Regions from separate parts of the Gasterosteus aculeatus genome. Here region 2 is linked to region 1. Evidence: chromatin contacts called from public Hi-C data. All regions are on one chromosome and are shown on one strand. The core of a region is the stretch at or near the end of the contact, and the rest is flanking DNA. Distances in the headings are between cores, read along the strand shown.

What was found. Hi-C and Micro-C count contacts between places; a contact is called where the count stands out from the background.
Region 2: a Hi-C map of blood and trunk muscle shows a contact between it and region 1, with 2.3 times the contacts expected there. The contact joins two enhancer-like sites. A contact is called at or near these places in 5 of 6 Hi-C or Micro-C datasets (blood and trunk muscle, skeletal muscle, tail fin and 1 more).

Annotation. Positions count from the first base shown.
Region 1 is chr4:32,420,861-32,427,948 of fGasAcu3.hap1.1, reverse strand. It overlaps apaf1 (apoptotic peptidase activating factor 1), which reads right to left. Exons shown (of 28, transcript XR_013467278.1): 8 at 7,013-7,088; 9 at 6,671-6,838; 10 at 6,434-6,565; 11 at 6,239-6,352; 12 at 5,861-6,045; 13 at 5,421-5,547; 14 at 5,200-5,325; 15 at 4,947-5,090; 16 at 4,709-4,834; 17 at 4,469-4,615; 18 at 3,772-3,900; 19 at 3,501-3,641; 20 at 3,095-3,214; 21 at 2,859-2,984; 1 more. Among protein-coding and RNA genes, the nearest start is that of apaf1, 7.0 kb to the right of the region's middle. Within about 2 kb of position 3,943, at least 2 of the 9 cell types and tissues checked have open chromatin away from gene starts, as enhancers often do.
Region 2 is chr4:32,469,106-32,476,193 of fGasAcu3.hap1.1, reverse strand. The region is part of intron 19 of anks1b (ankyrin repeat and sterile alpha motif domain containing 1B); the gene reads left to right. Among protein-coding and RNA genes, the nearest start is that of apaf1, 55 kb to the right of the region's middle. Within about 2 kb of position 4,078, at least 7 of the 9 cell types and tissues checked have open chromatin away from gene starts, as enhancers often do.

The DNA of each region.
Region 1 (7,088 bases), core at 2,694-5,193:
CTGAATAAGCGGCCGGCGGCCCGAGAATAGCAATGGCAGCCGCCGCACGAACGCGGAACGCGGTGCTGCGGCGTCGGGAGAGGGATGGGAGCGCTGCGGTGGATGGTCTGTCGGACGGTGGGAAAAAAAAAAAAAGATGAAGAAGCAGGAGGAGGAAGAGGAGGAGATGAGAAGAAAGCGGAAATGAGCAACAGAGCATGAACGGTGGGGGTTGACGGACCATAACGGCCCCGAAATACACACACACACACACACACACACAACCAGCTGCACACCGTCCACACGAGAGATGAAGCGCTATCGAGGGCAGCGTAGCCGAAGGCGAAGGGAGGGGAGATGGAAGTAAAGGAGAGAAAAGAAGGGGGGTGAAGAGTGGAGAGTCAAAGAAGCAGAGCGGGTGAGGGGGGAGCCCGCTGAGTGGGCAGTTTTTAAGGTGAGGAATAAAAATAATCAATCGCGGGGAAGAGAAATGACAGCCGGTTATGGCAGGAGGTGAAGGATCACGCCAGGAATTAGGCCCAAAAAAAAAAAAGACGGCGTGGATGAGAGGGGGAGGAAAAGGGAAAACCGGGCAGAAAAGGGGGAGTTATGGGGGGGCGAGGGGGGTTTGGTCTTTACCCTGATGGTGGTGTCCTCGGAGGACGTGAGGAGGGTCCTGCCGCTCTGGCTGAACCGGCAGTGAAGCACCGTCTTGGTGTGTCCGAGCAGCGTCGCTAGCAGCTTCCCAGAGGGAACCTGCAGCACCTGCAGGGAAGAAAAACAAACATTTAGCGCCCCAGAGGCAACAATCAATAATGTTTACCAGCCAGGAAAGAGGCTCTGTGATGAAAAGTCACCAAAAGTTCTTTATTAAATTCATTCCGAGGGAAAACGTGGACGTCGGCGCCAGAAGAAGTCGACACAGAAAAGTCACACGGCGAGGGAGCGAGCCGAGCAGATCAGAAATGTTCCGTTTGTTTTTTCTGGGTTGACTACATTATTTTCATGACTAAGCACTTTTTCCTCCGCAGTTTTTGTCAACAAAAAAGTTGAACTGGGTTGCCATGAAATAAGACTCTGGACATTAATGACACGCGCAGGATGAATTATCGTGACTTTAGCTGTAGCTTTACTTCTAGCGGCAAATCATGACGCAGCATTGTGAGCATGTTAGCATTAGCCAATAGCAGGGCGGAAGCGTCTCGTTGATATGTTTATATATTACGTGTTATAAAATATCAGACATTCCTTGGAGGAGGACAATATCTAAAACTATCCTCGGATAATGTTTATCTGATTGTGGGTTTCCGGCAGCGTCCGGATTAGTTGAGTATTTACGAGTGCAATCAATGAATTCTACTTATCAATACCAAAAAGCGCTAATTAGGGTGTTGAGAGGGGACACATGGTTAAAGATTAAAAGTGTAATTATAAAACTCTTTTGCAGCACTTCCTTCAAAGCCTCACATGTTTCTTATTATTAACTTTGGAGGACTTTCATAGTGATGAAAAAAACTCAAAATACCGCAAAAATTCAAATTTCATTTAAAACCTGGGAATAAAGCACACACACACACACTGTAAGTAAATGAGCACATGTAGTTTTGAAAAGTACAACAACACAGAGACGCACACAGTGCTTGGGATTCTACCAGCCACTAAAATATTTAACGTCTCACGGGTGTTAAAATGTCAGAGCGGACGAGGCCTCGCTCGGAGTCATCGGGAGCGTTTCACAGGATCCACGCGTGCGTTATTTGGGGCGATTCCTGAGACACACACACGCAGATGTTTGTCTTTCCCTACCTGCGCGTGTAAAGCCCTACAGCCAGCATCGCCCCCCTGGAGGAGGCCAACAGGCGTCGCATCCTGCAGCCGACTGTCTTGACTACCTGCGAGCGCTGCTACGTTGCACAGAACACACACACACACACGCGCACTTTTCCAATCGCAAAGGATCGCACAGTAACTTTCTGTCCTCGCCGCATCTCACAAGGACAAAGCTTTTTTTTTTTCTTTCTTCATGATAAAAGGAAAAGAGCACTGCGGTGGTCAAAAGCTCCAGGAACCGACCCGGCTAGAACCGTGGCGCCCTCTGGTGTTTGCTCACGGGGAATACCAGAGAAACATCTGCGTGGACGCAACGACAAGTTGTATCTTAAAACTAAAAAAAGGTTTTGTAATGCCTTACTTGGGTATAAATTAAGCTTATTTTCCAAATAAATGTTAAAAGGAGGGGAGGAGTTCTCAAAATAAGCCGCAGAACATAACGCATTGGTCCACCACTGACCTCAAGTAGCGGTTTAAAAATCGTGGCTTTGTTGTAATTTTTTAACTGTTGCAAAAAAGGCATTTTCTGTGCATCAAGTATCACATTATTTTTCAATGCCCTTTTTTGTTCCCCCCTGGTTTTAAGAACTTTGGTTTACTAATGGAGACGTTCTTCTTCAAGTCCCCTCGTCTGCTAATCCTCACCTCTCATATGTCTGGGGCCAGGAGCACAGTTGTAATTAAAATAACAAACTCCTGTATTCATTATGACTGCACGACCTTCTTATTTCATTAGAGAAGTCTCTGCTGTGTGGCGCTGGCTGCTGCAAGGACACCTCAGGGGACTGTGTGCATATACGAGTTCTTACAGATGTCTGGGATGTCCCAGGGAGATACAAGGGTGACGGAAAAAAGTAAAATGGAAAGGAACCTGAACACACAAAAAGATGCATCCCTCAAACACATACACACAAATACCTCCCTGTTCTCTCCTTGTCGGAGACCTACGGTGGCTTTCATGTCACGTAAAAACTCAAAAAGGGCGTCCGAGTTTGCCCGAGTTTTGCTTGGTTCCTAATTGTGGACTCGAGTCTGGAAGTGTTGTCTACCTGCACGGTGCCATCTTCCTGGCCCAGGGCCACAGCGGAGGGCTGTCTGCACATGGACGTACACCGGATCCTGGACGGCTTCTCCTCCGACTGGAACAACACGGATCCCGTCCGGCCGTCGCGAACCTGACACACACACACACACACACACACGACACCATGATGAAGGCACATCCCCGGTGCATCGCTCTTTGATTCATTCCTTCAGTGCCTCCATATTTTCTCCTCCAGCTCACCTGCAGTCGGTTGCAGTTGTCTGCAGCGGACACTATGATTTCTTCGTCGTTGAAGAGAACGTCGGAGTCTCTTTTCAGGCAGACAGCCGAGGTGGTGTGCACCTTGTTCGTCTCCCATAACTTCAAGAAACAGACAGGAAAACCACAGAACATGCTTAATTGCTTATTTGTAACTTGCATTAAAGCAGAGGAGTTCATCTTTGGTGGGAAGATGCAATTAAAAACGGTTTGCATACACTGCGCTGAAACCGAACAGCTGGCGAAGCGAGAACAGAGTCAACCTGTGACGTCCGCGCTTAGCACAGGCGTTGATTCCACAGGCGGTAATTAGAACAATACCGACGGTATCCGCGGAAGAAAAGCTGCTCCGCTAATGCCGACGCGGCACATGGCGAGGCGGTCTTACCCTGACAGTCTGGTCGTCGGAGCAGGAGAGCAGCTGTGAGCCATCACGAGAGAACTGGACACGCTGCACCCAACTCAGGTGGCCACTGCAGTCCGCCATCTTCTTGTTGGCCTCCAGGTCCCATAGCTGTAACACACACTGCTGAGCATCTATTCAACCTTATATTATCATCCTCTCCGGGAAAGTGTTCAGCAACGCATCAAAACGAGGCATACTAATGGGATTTAACAAAAAGGACGTAAACACGTGTTGTTGTGAGTAAGTTCCGTACCTCCACAGCGTAGTTTGAGAACGCGATCGCCAGCAGGTTACTGGTGGGACAGGCGTGACAATATTGCACCGTGCTCAGGCGATTCGTTCTGATCTCCAGCAACATGTCCGATGTCTCCACGTCAAACACCTGAGAAACGCCCAGAAAAAACAAGTCAGACCGGCGTCGTGTCAGGACACAGCGAGGCCCCGTTAGGCATATCCAAGAAAGATGCAAGCGTTGTGTAATAAGTCGATGGTTATACTCGTTTAGAGATGAGCTCAACCAATACTTGCTCTGTGAGGCCAATAACAACATGTGAACATCGGTCCCCCTGGTGGACCAACCACGTAATGGCAAACCTGTTTCCAAATGACCTCAAATATATTTTTGGCCTTTTTGTATTGCAATCTATCAATGCCAATATAGTGCATACATCAGCTGATAATATCAGACCCGCCAAAGTAAAGGTTAGAATCTACAACAAATCAACGGAGTGTGTATTTAACAAGTCTGTATTGACCTTTAATGCCTAAAAAAAGTATCATCTTGAGCAAATCCGCGACATTGAGGGTCCTTTCCTTTATGTCGAAAGGAAGTGGGGCGGGGGGGGCTTACATTTAACGCCAGGTCACACCCTCTTTAGATTCTGTAGATACTCTCGTTTACATTAAACGGCAACAAGGGCAGTGAGGACGAAAGTGAAACGCGCGCTCACCAGAGCAGCGTTTCTGGCTGCACATATGATGCGTTTGCCGTCAGCCGTCCAGGTGCTGCACTTGACGAGGACCTCTTCATCGCTCTCTGCAAACGCGTCTCTCACATTGATGGTCTTCCACTCGTTGGCGGACGACGTGTGGAACAGCTGCACACAATACAGCTGTGTGGTTAGTTAGGTGCCCAAATACCTACTTATTCGGGGCGGCTTTGGAGGTAGCTGGCTGCATGTGGGGGTCACCTTAACGGTGCCGTCGTTGGAGGACGTGGACAGGTAGGTGTCACTGGGGGAGAAACAGCAGTGGTTGACCGGCTCAAAGTGGCCAAAGATGGTGTTCTGGGACGACGGTTTGTTGAGGTTCCAAAGCTGCAAAGTACGACAATAACAGATACTTAGAAACAAGGGGGCATGGCACTCAATGAGGGGAAGGAAAAGGCAAACGTGTGAGATTTTAAAAGCAGCCAACACCGTTGCCCACCTTGGTATTCAGGACCTTGTCGTTGGAGCAGGTGGCCAGCAGCAGGCGTGGCGTCGTCGAGTTGGTGAACTGACAGTGGTTGACCTGCTCCTCGTGCTCCTCCTCAAAGACCCTGAGCAGCATGGCTCTCTCCACGTTCCACACCTGCAGGAAGAGAAGCACAGTTTCAAGGACGCTGCAGAAGAAACGCTGAACTTTGTGTGTCCTTTGCTTGCATGCTGCTGCGACCAAGTTGCGTCACTTCTGGGCTGACCTTGACTTTCCTGTCGCTGGAGCAGGTCGCTAGGAGACGGTCGTCAGGGGAGAAGGCACAGCAGAGCACCTCGTCGTCATGGGCCTGGATCTCCATGAGCTTCTCCCCCGAGGTGCTTTTAAACACCTGAGTGTGAAAGAAGTAACTAGTTGTGCACCGTACAGTAAAATTGATAGCGATTTGGAAAAGATATTATTTTTGCTATTAAAGTGGATAGATACCTTGAGCATCTTGCTGGCTCCACTGGAGGCGATCTTGGCTCCGTCTTGCGAGAAGCAGGCGGAGTAGATGGAGCCCTGGTGCGGGTGGATCACCAGTCGGGACAGACTCTCTACACTGCCCTTGTTCCTGAAAGAAATACAGAAAACATACATTTTAGTCAACCCTGGGATGACTATCACACATATTCTTGAATTTTACCTCCATAACTTTATGATAGGGCCAAATAGAAAACTTATGATGAGGTCATTGCTCTTTCCTCTAGAACCATTTCTAGTCTAAGTAGAAGATCTATTTGTTGAATATGGCTAAATCCATTTCTTAGCGGAATCAAATTAGCTTTCATACTCAATGCGGCTGCAGAAATCTTCTAAAGTTGCATCGCTTGATTTCAACTTCATTACAAGAACATCCACAGTAAAACACGTCCTTGCTTGCTTACAGCCACTCAAAGTAGAGCTTCCCCGTTGTGGCCCGGTCACGTGCTTGCAGCAGAGCCTGTTTGTAGACCTCGGATGTGCGTGGCTGAGACAGAGCCAGCTGCACCACGTCAGGGAACGGACGCTGCTCCAGGTGGTGGCCGTTCAGAGAGAGGAACTCCTGGAATTGACTCCGCGTCTCAGAGTTCTAGGGGGGACAAAAACACGAGCATGTTACAACAACAAGAAGCTCATGGAGGTCCAACTTCAAACTTCACCTTCCCCGTATGTGGTCACAGGTCATATTTCGATGAAGGAGAAGGGGTGTCCCCCTCACCTGCAATAATGTAAATGATTCAACGTCACCGCACTTCATACACAAAGTTCCGCTGTCAGCTGACCTCTTTGTCCAGAATGGGTCCATACTCCACGTAGTCATTGATGAGGTAAGCCGGACCCATCAACTGGGCCTTGGTGCTGACCCAGTCCAGAGAGAACATGAGCGAGTACAGCTCCTGGTCAGGGAAGGGCACGGAATGAGACACGGGAGATAAAGTATTGTAGATACCAGCTGTGCACCTGTGCTTGTGTGTTACCTGGAAGAGGTTGGCTTTGGCCATGTGGTAGGTCAGGAATCTGATCCAGTAGAGACATTCCTCATCTCCTGAGGTGGAGTGGGCATCTTTGTAATGCTGCTGGTACTGATGCACCACTTTACTATGGAGGCTCTGAAACACACACACACACACACACAAATGAATGTGTGTCAGCCAGCTAAAAGCAAAAAAAATAAATAAAACGGTTTTAGCTTGTTGCGTCGCATCCAAACTGACCTCGAGCTGGGTGCGATTCTGCTCCACCAGGAAGTCCAGCTGGAGGTCATGGAGGTAGTACAGGAAAGGTTTATTGTGACTGTCCACGAATAGCAGAGACTTGTTGACAAACTCCTCGAGAATGTCCTCCACCTCCTCCGTCTCCAGGTCCCACAGAACAGCCAGCACCTGGAAGGAGGGTTAACACTGTAGCACCTTTGGAGTGAAGGTCCATTTCCTTCATTTTAATTTCTATATAGAAACATTGTGGCGATAAGTGCCAGCTAGACCATATACAACAATGAAAAAACACCAGTTTAGGAAATTCAGGGTGTGAACATTGCGCTTGTTGTGCAGCCAAACCTTTGCAGGGACTTTGGTGTCCTTCTCCAGCACAGTTAGGTCCTTGTAGAATTCTCGATGTTCGTCTGGTAGGACT
Region 2 (7,088 bases), core at 2,829-5,328, 48 kb before region 1:
TAAATAACATTTAGATCAGTCTTTCATCTTATAACAGTATTTCACATCATGACGTAGTAGACGACTTAAACAGTGCGAATATCTCAGATATTTTTTGCAAGTATGTCTTGGCAATTAAGAAAACTTTGAAGCTACTGAAACGGAAAGAAACAAATGTGAGATTAGCCGAATTTATTTGAAAGTGAAAATCAAGATAAAAGGATGTGATCTTATTCTCACAACTTGATCAGCTTCTCTCATTTCTATGGTGAAAACTACCTCAGAATTATCCGTTTGACATTTGTTTTATTGCAAAAGTGATTATCCCAACACCCATGTGACATTGTATGACGCGGTGTACATATTCCCAGTTAGTATGATCAATCATTAAGTAATTTCTCGCGAGAAAAAATAAAAGTGCAGGTACTTTATTTCATGATTGATTTTCTTGGCACCTGAAATGAACATTACCTATCTTTAAATTATTCAATTGACATGAATAATTGATAAGAATTTATTATTAGTAAGTGTGCACATACTGCTTATTATTGGAGTTTTTTTTTTTACATTATGCTAGAATGAAACTAATGGTGGCTCACTGAATCCAATTTGCTTAACCTATAGTGCGAACAAGAGCAAATGAATAAGTGACCATTTAATCAGCCATTCGTTTCTGAGGGCCTCATGAAGTAAAGTCTCGAACATTTGGAGAGTGCCGGGTGCCGAATGATGCAGCACCTTGTCTGCAGGGAGCTGCGCCTTAAGCTGCTTTGTGTCCTTAATCTCCCCAGAAGTCAGTGTGGCCTCAAGATTATTCTACTCTCGTGCTTTTCTCTCCATAATAAAGCATCAGACCTCGACCCGGGCTGCGAGGAGGCGTCGCTCGGGAACTTCTTAGCTGGATGCCAACTGACTGGTGGCTTTGAAAAAGAAGTCAGTTTCTCACCTGAAAAAAGGCCAGAAGCTTCAAAAGCCCAAATATCATATAATATAATATAAAGATATTTATAGGACACACGACCAATTTATTGTTTAAAAACTGACCTTTGGTTGGTTCATGGTTGAATGTGCCTCACAGATGCTGCACACAAGAGTGAATAAAACATTTTATTTATTAATTTGTTTTGTGATGTCAAAAGGCGAAATGTTAATGTTTTATATTTCATTATTATTTCAAGAGTCTCTCATCCAGTCGTGGATGAATGGACCCGTCATATTATCCGATGGCAGATGGATAAGAGGCTCTCACAGACACACACACATTCATTCCCAGGGATGTGCAGTCACGTCGTGTGTAGATCCACGCGGTGGTGCTGCTGCTTCGCTCTTCAGTCACACCACCTTCTTCTCAAGAAGCCCAAAAAAAGAAAAGTGCGTCGAAGCTGCAAGATGCTCTCATTCTAAGTGAGTCCTCCGAGCTCCACAACGCAGCACAAGTGGATCTCGCTTTTGGGGGGTCAAATAGTTTCAGGTCCTCTGGGAAGAATTTCCTTAATGTTTTTTTTAAAGGTGTGTGTGTGTGTGTGTGTGTGTGTGTGGTGCTATTAATGGGCAGGCTGAGATTAAGGGAGGTCATCTTGTGACACAACAAATTAATTGTGTACATGTGTGTATAATATATAGAGATATAATGTATAACTAATCAATCTGAAGTGAAGACCCGACAGTTTGTGCTCACTTTTTGTTAGTGTGCGTGTGGGTGTGTGTATATATATATATATATATAATATGTGTGTGTGATTCACCTTCGAGTCCTGACTTGTCCCTGCGTTCCCCACTTCAGGAGGTATTTACGCTCAAAACTGGGAATGTGTTCTGAAAAGCTGAAAATGACTAACTGTGTCGGGATATGTGTGCGTGCGTGTCTGTGTGTGCGTAACCGTACGAGGGGTCCAAAATAAATTGAGGACAGTCATGAGCGTTCAGCCTTTTCTTCTACCGCTTGTTCTCCGTTGCCATGGCGGCTACTAGTTACCATAGAGACTAGAGATATGTGCACTTGGTATAAATGAAACGGGTTTGTGTGTGTGTGTGTGTGTGTGTGTACTGGATTGCCTTCTCCTGACACAATTCCAAATCATTTGTCTGCGTGTCTGTGCGCGTGCTTGTGTGCGTGCACGTGTCGTGTTCCTGTGCTTATCACCTTCTTTGTCACCTATCCAAATGGACAGATTGTCTCACATCCCAACACCAGATGGTTCCTGCCTTCGTTAAGACACTGCAGGATCAAACCCTATACATCATACTATGAGTCCTACACGCGCGCACACACACACACACACACACACACCTACTAAAAACCCCCAAAAGGCCATTAAATGTTGGAGACGTGTATTTAAGGGCAGCTATCGCACACCCGTATGGTGTCCGATAGGTTGAGATGTGTGCAGATACAGTACACATGTAGTACACGTACAGTATGTGTGGGGAGTGAGTAGTATCTCTGGTGTGGGTGGATTTGCCTCAGGACTGCAGTGTACTTCACCGTCCCTGCTCGCTCGCTCGCTCGCTCTCCTGCAGCCTTATTTGGCGTTTGCACTTCCTGTTGTAGCGCTCACCGCGCTGGAGATGGTGTGGGAGGTCCTGGGAGATGGTGTGTGTGTGTGTGTGTGTGTGTGACCTGCCCGAGTGCACCCTGAACCCGCGGCCCAGTAGGACCGCCGCTGTTGGACTTTCCATCATACAACATCATGTTCATCATCAGGTGCTTGCGAGGTCAACAATAAATGCTTGAAGGTCAGGTCTAGAAGAAGCGGACAGTCAAACATTTACGATCCTTTGAACGGATCCGAATCTCGAGGACCCGTAGAGATTCCAGTGTATTAATGTGAATAAAAAGGTATTTTACTAAAGCAATACGGTACGTCCAATGATGTAACAGCACGGGGGTGTTGATGGGCCCGACGCAAAATCATAAATAGGTAAATAGCTGCCTTTCAGCACAAAATAGTTGTATATTGTGTATACGCCACCAAGCTAAAGACTACTAACGGTCACGTAAAATCTAACCTGTTACTTTGAGTGCGCAGTGTGATATAGAACGCTCACTCTCAACCAATCAGAACGCTGGATTTCATCTACCCGCTTCATAATAAAGGATAATCTGCCATAGAGTTGTTTCTCAGTGAGGAGGCAATACGGGTGAGTCACGCTCTATCTTTGGGTTTGGGTTCTCTTACTGGATCACATACGTAGACTTGTAAAATACAGAAATAGGCAGAATGACGTCAAGCTGCGTGGGTTGAATTTCATATATGTGACACTTGCAGTGACACAGAGGCCGATTATATATACCCTCATGCACAGGCGGCTCTTATTTTGATGCACCGAACTGGTTTGGTCCCAGTTTTGTCCTGTAGTCAGCCGATGGGCGCTTGGATCTTCGATTGTTATGGCTGAGACACCCTGCAGGTATATTACACAAGGCTGCTCAGGGATGACGATGCTCTGAAGCACACGAGTCATAAAGCTGCAGTAAAAGTCCCAAACACAAAGTTTTGGACGGGCATCTTAAAACACTCCCAAGATACAATGATAGGAAATGACCTTGTTTAGTCATCAATCCAAAAGACGAGCAGCCGCTTCAGACCACGTGAGGTTCTTTGATTGGATATCAAAGGTACAAGCTTGTGTACGTAGAGACGTGAGAACAAGGATGGGACAGCGATTCCCGTGAATCCGCCCACCTTTGGAATTGCGGGTTCATTTGGGATGAATGTTCCGTCTGTTGCGACGGGTTTTGAGCTGAAATAGAAGAAGTGTTTGGTTCGCGCCTCTGGCTGGCTGATGGGTGCTGTAGTCTAATAGTGTTGGACCTATTCATTTCCTTGCCGTTCCATTAATCCCACACCTACATCGCGCTGCATATGTGAAGCTAGGACACAGTCTGCTTAGCTCAGCAAAAAGAAACTACGCAGGACAGAAACCTATTTGTGCTGGTATTTAATGTCAGAAAATTTGGTGTCATTGTGATGATAGTAACTGTCGCAACTCGTGCTGCACACAAACAACACATTCACACTCCTCGTGAAGCAGCACGAGCCCGTCTCCGTACGGGCCCAGCGTCTCCATAGTGACGAGATGGAGAGGAGGAGGGGGAATGTCAACTGGGTAGAGCGGGAGAGAGGGAGGGAGAGAGGGAGGGAGCGTGCTCAGGCAGAGACATGTAGGAGATGCAGTCTGGCTGCAGCGAGCTGAAGAAAGAGGAGGAGTTGGTGAGCGCTGGAAATCTGCACTAGAGTGCGAGAAAAGGGAGACGGAGGCTGGTGGCGAAGCGGCGAGGGAGTAAATCTCGGGGAGGTTTCAAGACCGAGCAGAAAGAAGGACGAGAGAGAGTCAAAGACCAACTTCTAAGCGCAGAGAATTGCCGGCTGAGGAACAACCTTTCATTGGGAATAAGTCCAGTCCCTGAGGAGAGGTAGGAACAGGTCCTTCCGTTGTTAATGTTTGATTTGTGCATCCTTCACAAAGTGAGCTCTCCCGTAGCGCTCAACACTGCTGACGCGGCGGATTCTCCGGCTGTGTGCGCTGGAGTTGGATGCTTTTTGCGCGTCTGCGTTGCGGGAGACTGAGCTCAGTGTGGAAGCCACAAAGCATCCTTCCCTCCTTTGCATACAACTTAGGGGTTATTTCACAAGTATCCCGCAACAAGAGCGAGTCATGTCCTTCCTCTTTTTCTCTCTTCCCCCAGGAATCTCCGCCTGGGAACCTTTTTCGTGGTGATTTTGAATAGATTCTCTCGGCTGGTCGAGCCGGTTCCCCTGACATCGGGTAGTGGGCGCATGTTTTGGTTATCAAGCTCTCATGAAGACCTTCTGAAAGGCAGCTCAGAGCATGTGTCAATCTTTCTGTTTTTGTTTTCCAGAGTGAGTCGGGTGAAGCAGAGAAAACGAGTAACCGCTATTTCCTCCATCGTTAAAAACAATCGCTGCCCTAATTTGTTTGCTGTTGTGCTTTGCCTGCTCCAACGTACTGTTGGAGGAAGACGAGAGAGCAGAAATCTGAGCAGGGGAAGAATATAGTTGCTTCAGAGCGGAATGCTTTTAGTTTGTAAGAGTTTAGTTAAAAATCAGTCAGTCTGGGAGAAACCGTAAACTCTCGTGACACGAAGGCTTGGCCGCTGGGATTGGATGATTGTGTTCAGGGCTTTTTATGTTTTCCTAGACCTACTTTGTGTGTCAGAGACAGCTTGGACTTTCTTTTAAGTTACTGGAAATCGAGGGACAACATGAGGAGTAAATATTTTCTTGCCTGTTGGGACTCGTATTGCAGCACCGATGACGGGAAACAAGGCAGCGGCTATTGAGCAAGACCGGAGCGGAAAGTAAGCGAGGACACTGCAGGAGGTAAAAAGAGGGACAGAACGAGACAGGTCCCAGCAGGAGAAGTAAATGTCTTCCCCCAGCTGTTGTACAACAGCCTAGACGCACAGAAAAATTGAATCAGAAGTCCTGTTGGATGCTTTTTAGTACAATCCTGTCCATCGAGTCGTCATGGCGATGGATTTCTCCCCTCGGTGACCGGCGTTAGTCAGTTGGCAACCTCAACGCGATGGACGAGGCAGAGAGACCGATCCCAGACAAAAGCGTACTGGAGAATTGATTATATCAATTTGCTTATGCTGGTGCTATTTTGATTAACTGTTTTTATTCTGTGTAGTTTAATAAACTACCGTATCGCCTTTAAGCCTTTTTAAATGATTCATAGCGTCAAGCCTTCTTTTTCACGCGTGATTAAGGTTCATCTTAATCAAGGGTTGACAACATGCACATCGCGCAAAATAACAGCACGTTTCAGCCTTGAGATCTATGATAAATGGTGTGAAATGCAACCGTGGAGATAAAATGTTCTCTTTATTTCATCTCGAGATTGTTTAAAAATTAAACATAATTGGATTAATCAGTATTAATCCATTTTTGTTATCGTTTCTGTCATGAAATTTAAGCTTTTATACGTCTCAACAATTTTTACCGTTTGTAAAGACCGAAGGTGGATCATCTCTGTTGAAGCACCCACACCAGATAGTACTGTGCTCATAAACGTACACAAACACACACACACAAATGTATGGATGTTCACACACAGCCTGGTGCCCCTATGAGAGCTTGTGCTCCTCTGTGTGGCAAAGTGTGTGTTTATGCAGAGGAAAAGATTTGAGAGCTCTTGCTTCAACCTTGATCCTGCAGCACTTAGCAATGTTTGCTTGCTCACACACACACACACACACGCACAGCCTGTGCTTCTAGTCATAGTTACAGTTCTTGTGCTATTAATGGAGATATATGTGTCCATGCAGGCGGCTTATTTTCTCCTATTGGCTGCCGGTTGTGTCTGCACAGAAACGAGACATCCTATTGGTCCCTCTTGGAAATCAGTTTCTACAAACCCACACTTAGCTGCAATTCCCCTCTGCTCTCTCGTTGCTAAGCAACCAGTGGTCTCTGGTTTCCCGATGATGCCCCCCCTTAATGTAGTGTGTGTGTGTGTATATAAGTGTATATCTATACACACACACACACACACACACACACAGTTGCTTGCTTTCTGAGGGTAATTGAATATGTTCAAGAGTGTGTAGAGTGTGTGTGTGTGTGTTGTCTATTGAGAGTTTGGGCAAATCAATACTCATCATTCCAGCCAAACCCCCCCCCCTCCTCCCCCCCAAACAACACACGAGTTAAGTGAGCGATGCATCGACGAGGACGGTGTCTGGCTGTGATGAAGTATTCAGGCTCAGAAGATGTCGAATGTGACCCTGTTGGTGTAAATGTCTCTACTTTGACTCTCAGCATGAGCTGAGCTCATTATCCACATTACATCAATGCTTTTCTATGACAAAACTTATTGATTGCCAGAGGGAAGCTTCTTTCTCCTACGTCCCATCTTAGCCAACAGATTAAGTGCCACGGGCCAGACATCATTATCGCCTGATGTTTATCTCCAATTTTCATTTTCCTGCTCAAAACCACTAGATGTGATTGTAAAGCGGTAATTATACTATTCAACCAGGATAAATTCCCTCAGAAATCACCCTCGCTCATATTTAAGGTGCCAATCTTCACTATACCAATGTTCCAATGTTCAAAGTACTGACATGCTTATATATATAT